2 separate regions of the Mus musculus genome follow, and region 2 is linked to region 1. A link is a contact called in public promoter capture Hi-C data. All regions are on one chromosome and are shown on one strand. The core of a region is the stretch at or near the end of the contact, and the rest is flanking DNA. Distances in the headings are between cores, read along the strand shown.

The links. Promoter capture Hi-C pulls out the DNA fragments that hold promoters and counts their contacts.
Region 2: a promoter capture Hi-C map of trophoblast stem cells shows a contact between it and region 1, with 5 times the contacts expected there. The contact joins the enhancer-like site here to the promoter of Matn4 in region 1. A contact is called at or near these places in 25 of 39 promoter capture datasets (the 3T3-L1 cell line, 3T3-L1-derived adipocytes, the C10 cell line and 14 more), 9 of 15 datasets of contacts at CTCF or cohesin (CD8 T cells, the NIH/3T3 cell line, embryonic stem cells and 4 more), 185 of 484 Hi-C or Micro-C datasets (the 3T3-L1 cell line, 3T3-L1-derived adipocytes, the 63-12 cell line and 102 more), 33 of 115 datasets of contacts at active chromatin or transcription factors (the 230-238 cell line, DN3 thymocytes, the HPC-7 cell line and 24 more) and 6 of 9 other capture datasets (adipose tissue, embryonic stem cells, embryonic tail and 3 more).

What each region holds. Positions count from the first base shown.
Region 1 is chr2:164,402,617-164,407,760 of GRCm38.p6, forward strand. It overlaps Matn4 (matrilin 4), which reads right to left and starts at 2,202. Exons shown (of 11, transcript NM_013592.4): 1 at 1,875-2,202. It overlaps Rbpjl (recombination signal binding protein for immunoglobulin kappa J region-like), which reads left to right and starts at 578. Exons shown (of 12, transcript NM_009036.1): 1 at 578-702; 2 at 1,843-1,945; 3 at 3,138-3,263; 4 at 5,116-5,144. The coding sequence starts at 681.
Region 2 is chr2:164,532,088-164,537,231 of GRCm38.p6, forward strand. Gm36090 (a long non-coding RNA gene) reads right to left here. Exons shown (of 6, transcript XR_375205.4): 4 at 4,819-5,033; 5 at 2,782-2,993; 6 at 102-1,786. Among named protein-coding and RNA genes, the nearest start is that of Gm36090, 15 kb to the right of the region's middle. Within about 2 kb of position 2,419, at least 16 of the 459 cell types and tissues checked have an H3K27ac peak or open chromatin away from gene starts, as enhancers often do. A contact at or near this core is called in CD8 T cells, DN3 thymocytes, Th1 cells and 3 more, where this site is marked.

The DNA of each region.
Region 1 (5,144 bases), core at 952-3,451:
AGCAAGCACCTTTACCCACTGAGCCATCTTGCCAGTCCCCGAAAGAACCCCTTCCTAAATACCAGATATAGTGCTAAATGTGCTTTTCCGTTGTGGCATTGACCCTCTTTGTAGTTCCGACATTTAAGGCTGTTTTGGTTCGGTTCTCCCTATTCAGAAATAGGCTTTAAGAAATTAAATGCTGCTACCCAACGCCTTATAGCAGGAAAGTGGCTGCGGCCGAGATAGAGTCCTGTCTATCTGGTGTGTGAGTCAGCTAAGGTGCTCCACACTCTCTTCTTCTGCGGACAGAAATCATTCCCCATATTCCCCCAAACCCGTGCCACACGCCAAAGAGCAGCTCTTGGGGTCTGGGTTCTTAGTGGTAGGCCAGAGAGTGGAGTCCTGCACAAGACACGCCTCGGTGTCTGTTTCTCGCCTGCTCTTAGGAGAGGCCGCCAGGGGGCGCCTGCTGGGTCTGGCTTCTACTGCCGTGGGAAGCCTACATCTGCCCAGCAGGTGTCCCTGCCCAGAGCAAACAGGCCGCTGGGAGTCCCGGGACCTTGAAGATAAGGCTTGGACAGGATAAATCCAGTGTGAGGATCGGATCGGGGCTTAGATGTGTGAACGGTATCGAAGTCAGTGGCGGTAGATGTGCCCAGAGGGCAGCAAGAGAGCGGCCTGGGCCTCGATGAGCAGCCATGGACCCCAGGGAGACAACAGGTGAGCCCTCTCCTTCCTGTGTAGCCTAACTAGGTCCCTTGAGAACCACTAAGGGAACACACACACTGTACGGATGGAAAATGTGCTGCCCAATAAGACTACCCAGCTGGGCTCCAGGCACAGAACTAAACCTAGCTCTCACCCCCCTACACCCCACCCCTGTCTCTTCCTCCAGAGAAGCCTGGTTCCCTTGCACCTAAGAATCACTAAGCCTTTCTTCCGTTCCCCACCCCACCCCCACACGGCACACTGAGCCTGCTCTATCCATTTTTCTGTGGTTTCTTGGCAGAGCAGGCCATCGCCCCTTAACCCACGGCTGCCCCTCCCTCAACCCCCCAGTTCCTTGAATGAGCCCATTCTGAGCAAGGCCGGTGCGTGGCTCTGACTCCAGACCAGCTTCCTATCCGAGATTCTTCTCCCTTCTGGCTTTCCAGCGAGGGTAGAAGAACAAAAATCCTTCTGGCAGGGTCTGTGGTGGTAAGGTGACAAGCTAGCTAGATGTGCCAGTGGCTTGATGGTGGAGGTAGGAGGAAAGGCAAGCCTTTTCTAGAGTGGGCCAGAGCGGAGCCAGCACCCCAGGGCAAACATCTGAGTATAGCTCCACCGGGCCTTTGAAACTCAGGGTTGGCTCTTGACTAAGGGCTCCCTTAAGCTCCTCTTGGCTTAAGTCAACACGCACTTGATGTCGCTTGCACCTCAGGACTCTTAGAAAGTCAAAACAGCTGCCCTCTCAATTTCAGCTTTCCAAATCCGCTGTTCCACGGGGGGGGGGGGGGCGGTCTAGGGAGGGCAAAGAGAGTCATCATCGTTCAAAGGCTTGCTTTGAAGTAGTGGCCCATTAGAGTGAGCCCAGGTCTCCTGATAAGGATCCTTGCATTGAAGAGGAAATTTCTCGGACGCCCTTAGGATAGGGAAAGTGCATTCCCAAGGAAAGTGCGCTCCAAAGAGGTCTGAGTTCAAGAGCTAATCCGGAAAGGACACTTTGGGAAGGTGCCAGGCGTGGAGGGAGATTAGGGAAGGAGGACCTGCATTTTGTTGGCCTTGCCAGAGGGGGATCGGAAAAGGTACTGCAGGTTAGACGTGGACACGTAGGCTGTTAAGACTTGTCCCCCTACGGGTTTTACGCTGGCTTCCCTGCAGACCCCTCGTTGCCCCCGGGCCCTTTGACTCACCTGAGCCTGCCGGACAGCTCAGAGGTGCGGCTACAGAGCGACGGGCCCAGCCTCCTGGGGAGTTGGACCAGGTAACGGCGGCGGCGTGGGCAGGTTGCCCTAAGTGGGGAATGCCAGACAGCCAGGGCGAGCCCAAGCGGCAGCTGCATTTAACCTGGAGCGGGAGGGTGGGGAGGGGGAGCGCGGGCTGCGACCCCTCCCACTGGCAGGAGCGTTCTCCCCCTTCCTCTCAACACTCGGGCCCCAGCAAGCACGGCGCCCCTTTTTCCTGCTGCTCTGGGAGCTGCAGGCGCGAGCTGCGGGCCGGAATTGGGCTACAGCTGGAGTCGGGCGGCGACACTCCGGGCAGCCGGAATGCTCTGGAATCCTACACGAGACACTTCCCAGAGGAGAGCCCCAAGAGGCGGAGCGGTCCTGACCGCCGCCTGCCTGGCCTGCCTGGGCTTCCAAGGACGCGCCCGACTCTTGCCCTCCTCTGTCCCTTCCTGGAGTGATGAAAGGCCGAGACTTGGTCCTGCCGTAAAGGTAAAAGGACTCAAAAGGACAGCCTTGGAGTTCCCAGCTCTCTTCAGGGCCCAACTTGCTCATTTCCCAAATAAAGACTCACCACAGACTCTTTTTCATGTGCTCCTTTTAATTGCGCAGGCTTTGAGAGAACCCATCCTCATTTGTCAAACTCTCGGACTGATAAGCAACAGACCCCAGAGAGCTGACCCGTGCTACACTCAAAGAAAAGAAAACCCCCGTAGCATTAAGCCAAGGGTGTTGTTTGGGCATCAGAAAGACTCAGATCCGCCGCCTCCCCCCCACCCCAATCCTGGTAATGCAGTTTGGAGCCTTGGTCACATTTTCACCGGTGCATGTGCCTGCTCGAATTGAGGTTGTGCTCCGGACCTGGAGCTGGCAAAGGCTGTTTCCCCTTATGAGTTGAAAGCTTAATTACTATTTCCACAAAGCCCACCTCCATCTGAGAACCAAATGTAGGGTTTTAAACACAGCTATTCCACTTGGCCCCAGACTACAACAGCCGGGAAGCCACCCACACAGTGTAGCACCTGGGTGATCCTGGTGAGGTCTGTGCAGGGTTCTTGGAACACAAATATTTAGCTCATTTCCCAAGTCCTTCTTCCCCCAGATCCCTTGGAGGACATAAATCAACCCCATCTCCAACTTCAGCTCACTCAGCTTCAGGGGTGGGCTTTGTGCCAACTCAACCCTTGACTCTCCTTCCTGTGGCCCCGTGGGCCCAACCCCCATTCCTAGGTCACCCCCAGAGCATGCCATCATCCTAAGAGAAGGTGTGCGCACATGCCTGCAGCAAAGATGTGAGCAGACTGTGTGGATCCTGCATGCCAAGGTGGCTCAGAAATCCTATGGAAATGAGAAGCGGTAGGTGGCTCCCTACCCCGACCCAGGTCTCCACAGCCTTCAGCCCTATGCCTCCCTCCAAACCCACCACCATTTAGCTTCTTTGACATCTTGGAGGCCTCAAGGCTGACACCTCAGCCATTGTTCAGCCAGGGTCCTGTTCCCCAGCCAACAACAGCTGCCTACTGGGATCTAGAGCAGAACTTGACAGTGGCTGTCAGATCCCCACATCCCCGACCAGTATCCATTCATTCTGCTGCGTACTACATGTCACGCACCAGGGTCACTGCTGGGCACTAAGCCTCCAGCTGGACCAGGCAGATACAGCCTCTACTTCCATGGCATCTCCATTCTGGTAGGGGACATGCAGTCACCTCCCCACAAGCCAGCAAACAAGGTATTTCAGATTGTGATGAGAGCCAGAGAAAAACAGAGTGGAGTCACATAGTAGACCAAAGGGGATACCTTAGCTTGAAAGGTCAAGGAGGTCAAAGGGCTCTTTAAGAAGTGACATTGGAGCTGATGTACCAGTGCTGAGATAGAGCCAGGCATGGGAAAACTCCAGGAAGCATTCTAACTGGAAGCAATAGAAAACGCAAGGACCTCAAGGCTATATACTCAGTACTGTAAGAGGATGAAAGGGGGAGACTGGTCAGAAGAGGGGGACGTTAGAGAAGATGACAGGAGAAGCAGTGTCCAGGTCATGTGAGGATTTGGGATTTTAAACCACAAGGGATGTTGATAAGAGGACATCACAATTTGATTCATTTTCATTATTATTAATAATATCGTTTATTTTGTTATATTTTGGGGGGGATAAGACAGACTCTAACTCTAGCTCAGGCGGAACCTATACCAATCCTCCTGCCTCAGAGGCCCCATCCCTTCCGTACTGGGTTTAGGATTACAAACGTGAGCCACCACACCCAACTTAATTTAACTGTTACTTCTTTCCAGATTATTTATGTATTTTATATATGTGTGTGTATTTTGTCTACATGCATGCCTGTACACTAGAAGAGGGCATTGGATCCCATTACAGATGGTTGTGAGCCACCATGTGGTTGCTGGGAGTTGAACTCAGAACCTCTGGAAGAGCAGCCAGGGCTCTTAACTGCTGAGCCGTCTCTCCTACCCCTTGACTGTTATTTTTGTTGTTGATGTTGGTGGTGGTTCTGGTGCTGGTGGTGATACTGGTGCTGTGTGGATGTATAGATGCCACGATTCCTGTGGAGGTAAGAGGATAATGTGTGCAGTTAGGTGTACAGTTGGTTCTCTTCCTCCTTTTGATGGGTTCTGGGCATTGAAGTCAAGTTATCATGCTTGCCTCAGCAAGCCTTTTATCCACTGAGCCACCTGTTACTTAAGAACTAATCTGGGGCTGGAGAGACTACTCAGGGTTAAGAGCACTGGTGGCTGCTCTTCCAGAGGACCTGAGTTCAATTCCTCGCAACTACTTGCTGGCTCACAACCATCTGTAATGGGATCTGATGTTCTCTTCTGTCAGATGGTCTCTTCTGCCATGCAGGCATACATGCAAATAGAGCTCTCATATCCATAAATAAATTTTTTAAAGTAATCTAGTTGCTGTGTGAAAAACAAACTAAAAGAGGCATCTGTAGCAAGGGAGAGACAGATGGAAGGCTGAGTTGGGAAGGCAAGGGATAGTGGTTAGGACCAAGGTGAAGTTGGTAGGAATCTAACGGATTCCAGATGTGTTTTGAAGATGGAGCGGGCAGGACTTACTGATGAGGTCTAATAATGCATTAACGGTTTCACTCTGGGAGAGGGGACACTAAATCATGATTCTTTAAAAATTTATGCCACCTTGAGACACTTTTAAGACAGTGAAAATGATGTTATGTGTTCCCAGGTTCTTCTGTCCTCCACCCTGTGTCTACC
Region 2 (5,144 bases), core at 1,169-3,668, 130 kb after region 1:
CTAAGACCAGGGGAAGAGTCAGGACCCTTGGGAGTTGCTATGGTTTGTATAAGCTTGGCTCAGGGAGTGGCACTATTAGAAGGTGTGGTCCTGTTGGAGTGGGTGTGGTCTCGTTGGTGTAGGTGTGTCAGTGTGGGTGTGGGCTTTAAGACCCTCATCCTAGCTGCCTGAAAGCCAGCCTTCAGATGAAGATGTAGAACTCTCAGCTCCTCCTGCACCATGTCTGCCTGGATTCTACTATGTTCCTGCCTTGATGATAGTGGACTGAACCTCTGAACCTGTAAGCCAGCCCCAATTAAATGTTGTCATAATTTATAAGAGTTGCCTTGGGGGGCTGGAGAGATGGCTCAGCGGGTTAGAGCACTGACTGCTCTTCCAAAGGTTCTGAGTTCAAATCCCAGCAACCACATGGTGGTTCACAACCATCCGTAGTAAGATCTGATGCCCTCTTCTGGTGCGTCTGAAGTCAGCTATAGTGTACTTATGTATAATAATAAATAGGTCTTAAAAAAAAAGAGTTGCCTTGGTCATGCTGTCTGTTCCCAACAGTGAAACCCTAAGACAAGAGTGAATGAAGGGGGTGGGGGGAGGCACCCAGGCAGCAGTGGTCATGGCAACTGATTAGCTGGAAGAAGACAGTATTCTTGGCTCACCAGAGAACAGTTAGGGGTGCTTTCCTAGTAGATGGCACATAGATGGTAGTTGGTAGATGGCACGTGGTGGCGAGGGACAGAAAAGACAGAGGGTGATGGTTGACTTTTCTGGCCTGAGCAATCAAGGGTGTGGTCGAGGAGGATGTCTGTGACCTTGAGACCAAGGCACCTAAGGAGCATCCAGGTGTGGGTGTTAGGTAGACACGGATTCGTCCACTCACACACCTAGGATCCTTTCTTAGGAAGAGTGTACTCGTGAGGGCTGGAAGCACAGACAAGACAGTGCGGGGGCACCCATCTGAGAGACACACATGCACATGCACGCGCACGCATACACACACACTCAGGCTTGATGGCAGAGGCAGCCAAACCACTGATCCACCATTTCTGTAAAATGGAAGTGAGGGTGAAGGCACCTGCCTCATTGGTTGTGAAGACCCCAGAAAACTTTACAATCCAGTCCAGTCAAGACTTTGAGATCATACCGGTACCGGGGTGGGGGTGGGGGAGGGGGGGGCAGCAACGGGTAGTCAGTGGTCATGTTTCAGGTGAGCATATCCTGTGTGTCCCAGGCACTGGGTCACAGCAGTGACCACAGGACCCAGTCTCCTGCCCCTGTGGTCCAGGAGCTGATGGCTTAGCGGGGGCAAGAACATCCGTGAAGGTAAGGTACGTGTTTCCAGTTGTGGTAGCTGCTATGAAGAGAGTGGTGCAGGTCACAGGGCAAAGAGGAGCTAGGTAGCTGTGGATGGATGCAGGAGTCCCATACCCAGCCCTGGGGGTGGGACAGCAATTAGATGTGAAACTCTCACTAACAAATAATACCAGGTGAAACCTGATACCAAAACACATGGAAGGCCAAGAGAAAGTTTCCAAAACTCATTAATTAATTAATTAATTAATTAAGGCAGGGTTCTCACGTGACCAGCCCAGCTCCACACATGCTGTGTAGTGGGCGAGAATGGTCTTGAACCCCCGATCCCAGGCTAAGGAAGAGCGGATACACAAGGCTTAGAAGGTCCTTATTCTTCAGTGCAGAAGAAAGCAGGCAGGGGCTGGATTCCAGGTCTGGCTCAGTTTCAAAGGGCCCGGGGTCACGCCATCTTGTTTCATTCTTTGAAGTCTCTCCACCACTGTGAAGGTGAGGGCAAAGCATCGAGGCACAGGGAGGATGAGCAGCAATGGGGCTGTCCCAGTTCCAAAACTCCCCGGTTCAGTTCCCACATCAGGCAAATCACAGATGTCTGTAACTATGGCTCCAGGGGAGTCTGGTATCTCTGTCCTCCACAGGGGTCAGAGGACGTGCACTCACATGCACACGAACACACACACACACACATGCACACACACACGCACACACACGCACACGCACACACACGCACACGCACACACAAAATAATAGTAAATATTAAAAGTGGAGGGGGGTGTGAGCAAAGGCTCCCCCCCCCCCCTTTTATCTCAGTTCTAACCCCGTCTCCCAGACGGAATGTGGTGAAACAGGGGTGGATGCTTTAATCCTGAGTTACAAAACAGCAACAGAACAAAGAAATCAAGAAATCAAGGCTACCTTGGGCTCTCTTTTATGGTGGTTTGGGACATGATAACCTTTGCAGCCGTGTAGTAACGTAGATACATTGCCCTAAAGACCCATTTTATGTTCATGCCCCCCAGACTCTCGTGAAACAACCCGCAGTATGTTGCAGCCGTAGCCCGCCCCAGGGCACTGTGCTGAGCCGTCTGCTCTCAGGGTGAATGGGCCTTTTATGTTTCCTCTGTGATGTGGGGTTGATAAACCCTGCTCTGCTCAGGGCTCTGAAGCCACAAGGAGAAGATAAACTTACTGAGAGGGTATGCGGGAAGAAACAAGGGTTTGGGTTTTGTTTTTCTTTTTTACCAGCAGTGGTGGCGCACGCCTTTAATCCTAGCACTCTGGGGGCAGAGGCAGGCAGATCTCTGTGAGTTTGAGGCCAGCCCTGGTTCACAGTGGGAGTTCCAGGACAGCCAGGGCTAAGCAGAGAAACCACCATCTCTGGTGCACCAACTTTAGTCCTCAGCTCTGCAAAAACCTGGAGTGGCAGTTCTCATCACTTGGGAGGCAGAGGAAGGAAGATCGGGAGTTCAAACTCACCCTTCTCTGAGCAGCAGCTCAGAGGTGAGGCTGGGCCACGCAAGACCCCGTGAAGGTAAAATGAGGGGCCAGAGAGAAGATAAGCAGTCATGAGCTCTTGTCCTTCTTACAGAGGACCCAGGTTCAGTTCTCACAACCCACAGCGCTCACCACAGCCACCTGAATTCCATTGGTCCGGTACCCTCTTCTGACCTCCACGGGCATCGGAAAACCTGTAGTGCACAGATAAACATGCAGACAAAGCACTCAACATACCAAATAAATTAAATAAAGCTTAAAAAAAAAAAGGTTAAATAAGAATACTCACAGCCTTTTTGTCACTCTTTAAAAAAAAATATTACCAGATCCCATTTGGAATTATTTGACAGTTTACTAGAATTTCATGTTTTTGTTATTATTATTATTATTATTATTATTATTATCTAGCACCAGCTGTTGATCAGGGTCTTGAGCCAGACAAGTTCTCCACCCACAGTTCATGCTGTGACTTAGCTTACTGTTGTTACGTGTAAATTTATTTATTTTTGTCTGATTGTTTGTTTTCTGGGACAGAGCCTTGCGATGTGGCCTAGACTGACTTCAAACTCATGATCCTCCTGCCTCTGCCTCCTACGTGCTAGCACCATAGGCCTGTACCGCCATGCACAATAAAAAGTAGTGTGTATTGATCCCACCCAGAGAGTCCATGGAGAGCCTTGTGCTGAGATAGTTTTCAAATGCGCAGGTCAATTGGTCTCCTAAATTTTTTTATTTAAATATCTTTAATTTTTATTGCAGTCCTGTGCACACTTTGAATTTATAATCAAAAGTTCTGTCAGATGTGACAGAAGAGCACATGACAGGTGAAGGCAAGGATCAGAGGTTCAAGGCCATCCCCGGCTACATAATAAATCCCAGGCCAGCCTGAGCTACATAAAAGCAAATGTGAAAGGGATACAGTAAGAAAATTAATAAATAAAAATTTAAAAGAGAAAAAGAAAGAAGACAGACAGAAAGAGGACAAAGGTTAGGTGTAAGAAAGATTGATTCTCTTCTGTTCCCACTTTCCCGTCCTCCAAACAAATATTACCCAGCCCCAGCTCTAGCGTGTGGGGGGTAAGGACTTAGTTTTCTCTTCCTCCCTAGTGTGTGTGTGTGTCTTTGTCTGTGTGTCTGTGTGTCTGTGTGTCTGTGTCTGTGTGTGCAGGTTCTTGCAGGCATGCTTACCTGTGAGTGCACCAAGGAGACTAGAGGAGAATATCAACTGTTTGGTTACATCACTCTCTGTCTACTCCCATGAGACAAGGTCACTCACTGGACCTGGAGTTTACTTATTTATTTATTTTTATCATTCTGATGGCCAATAGTCTTGGGCATGATCCTGTCTCTGATCTGCTCCTCTTGGGCTGAGCTTTTGTGAATGCATAGTATACCTGGCTTGGATTTATGTATTTGTTTATTTATATATCATATCATATCATATCATATCATATCATATCTATCTATCTATCTATCTATCTATCTATCTATCTATCTATCTATCAATCATATAATAAGTACAAAAGCCAGTAACTTAGTCGTTTATAGTCAGTATCAAGTAAATGTAGTATATAAAATTGCATGTAGTGTACTTTTTCAATTATCATTTTCTGTGTGTGGTGTTTTGCCTGCTTGTATTTCTGCATGTCTGGTTCCTGAGTCGGTCAGAAGAGGGCATTGGATTCCCTGGATCTGGAGTTACAGATGGTTGTAAGCCAATATGTGAGTGCTAAGGGATTGAACCCAGGTCTTCTGGAAGAGCAGCCAGTGCTCTTAACTGTTGAGCCATCTCTCCAGCCCAGCCATGTAACTTTGGCTGGCTCGGAACTTACCATATAGACCAGGGTCCTTGTTCAGTGCAGCAAGGGCTGTTACCCACAGAGCTGTCTCTCCAGCCCCGCCTCCCCACTTTAGGCATCCTGTCTAGGGCTCTTCTTTCCAGCAGAGCCCTGGAGTGGTGGTCATTAGGTCGATGGTCAGTGTTTGACCTGAGCCGCCTCTTCCTCCATCACCCCTCACCTGGTAAGGTAGAAGCATATGGCCTCCTTTAGTGCTTAGCATCTTCTGGGGCCATGGCTCCTCCCTCTGAGGGAGATGCTTGGTACAGGCAGACAGAAGCAGCAGACTGGCTCCTGGCCTGGTGGAAGGCTGAGATTCCAGGAAGCTGCCTTCTCTCGGCCACCTTGGCTTCGTGGTCACATGAGTTCTGTGTAAGCTTCATGAGCAAGCACCTGCTACAGGGGAAGTAGAGGATTAAAACCATCTCTTTTTATCCTGCTCCCATCTCTCCTGAAAAATAACTTTTACTGGCAAGTGCTGAGTCAGCACAGGCTTCTTTTATCCTA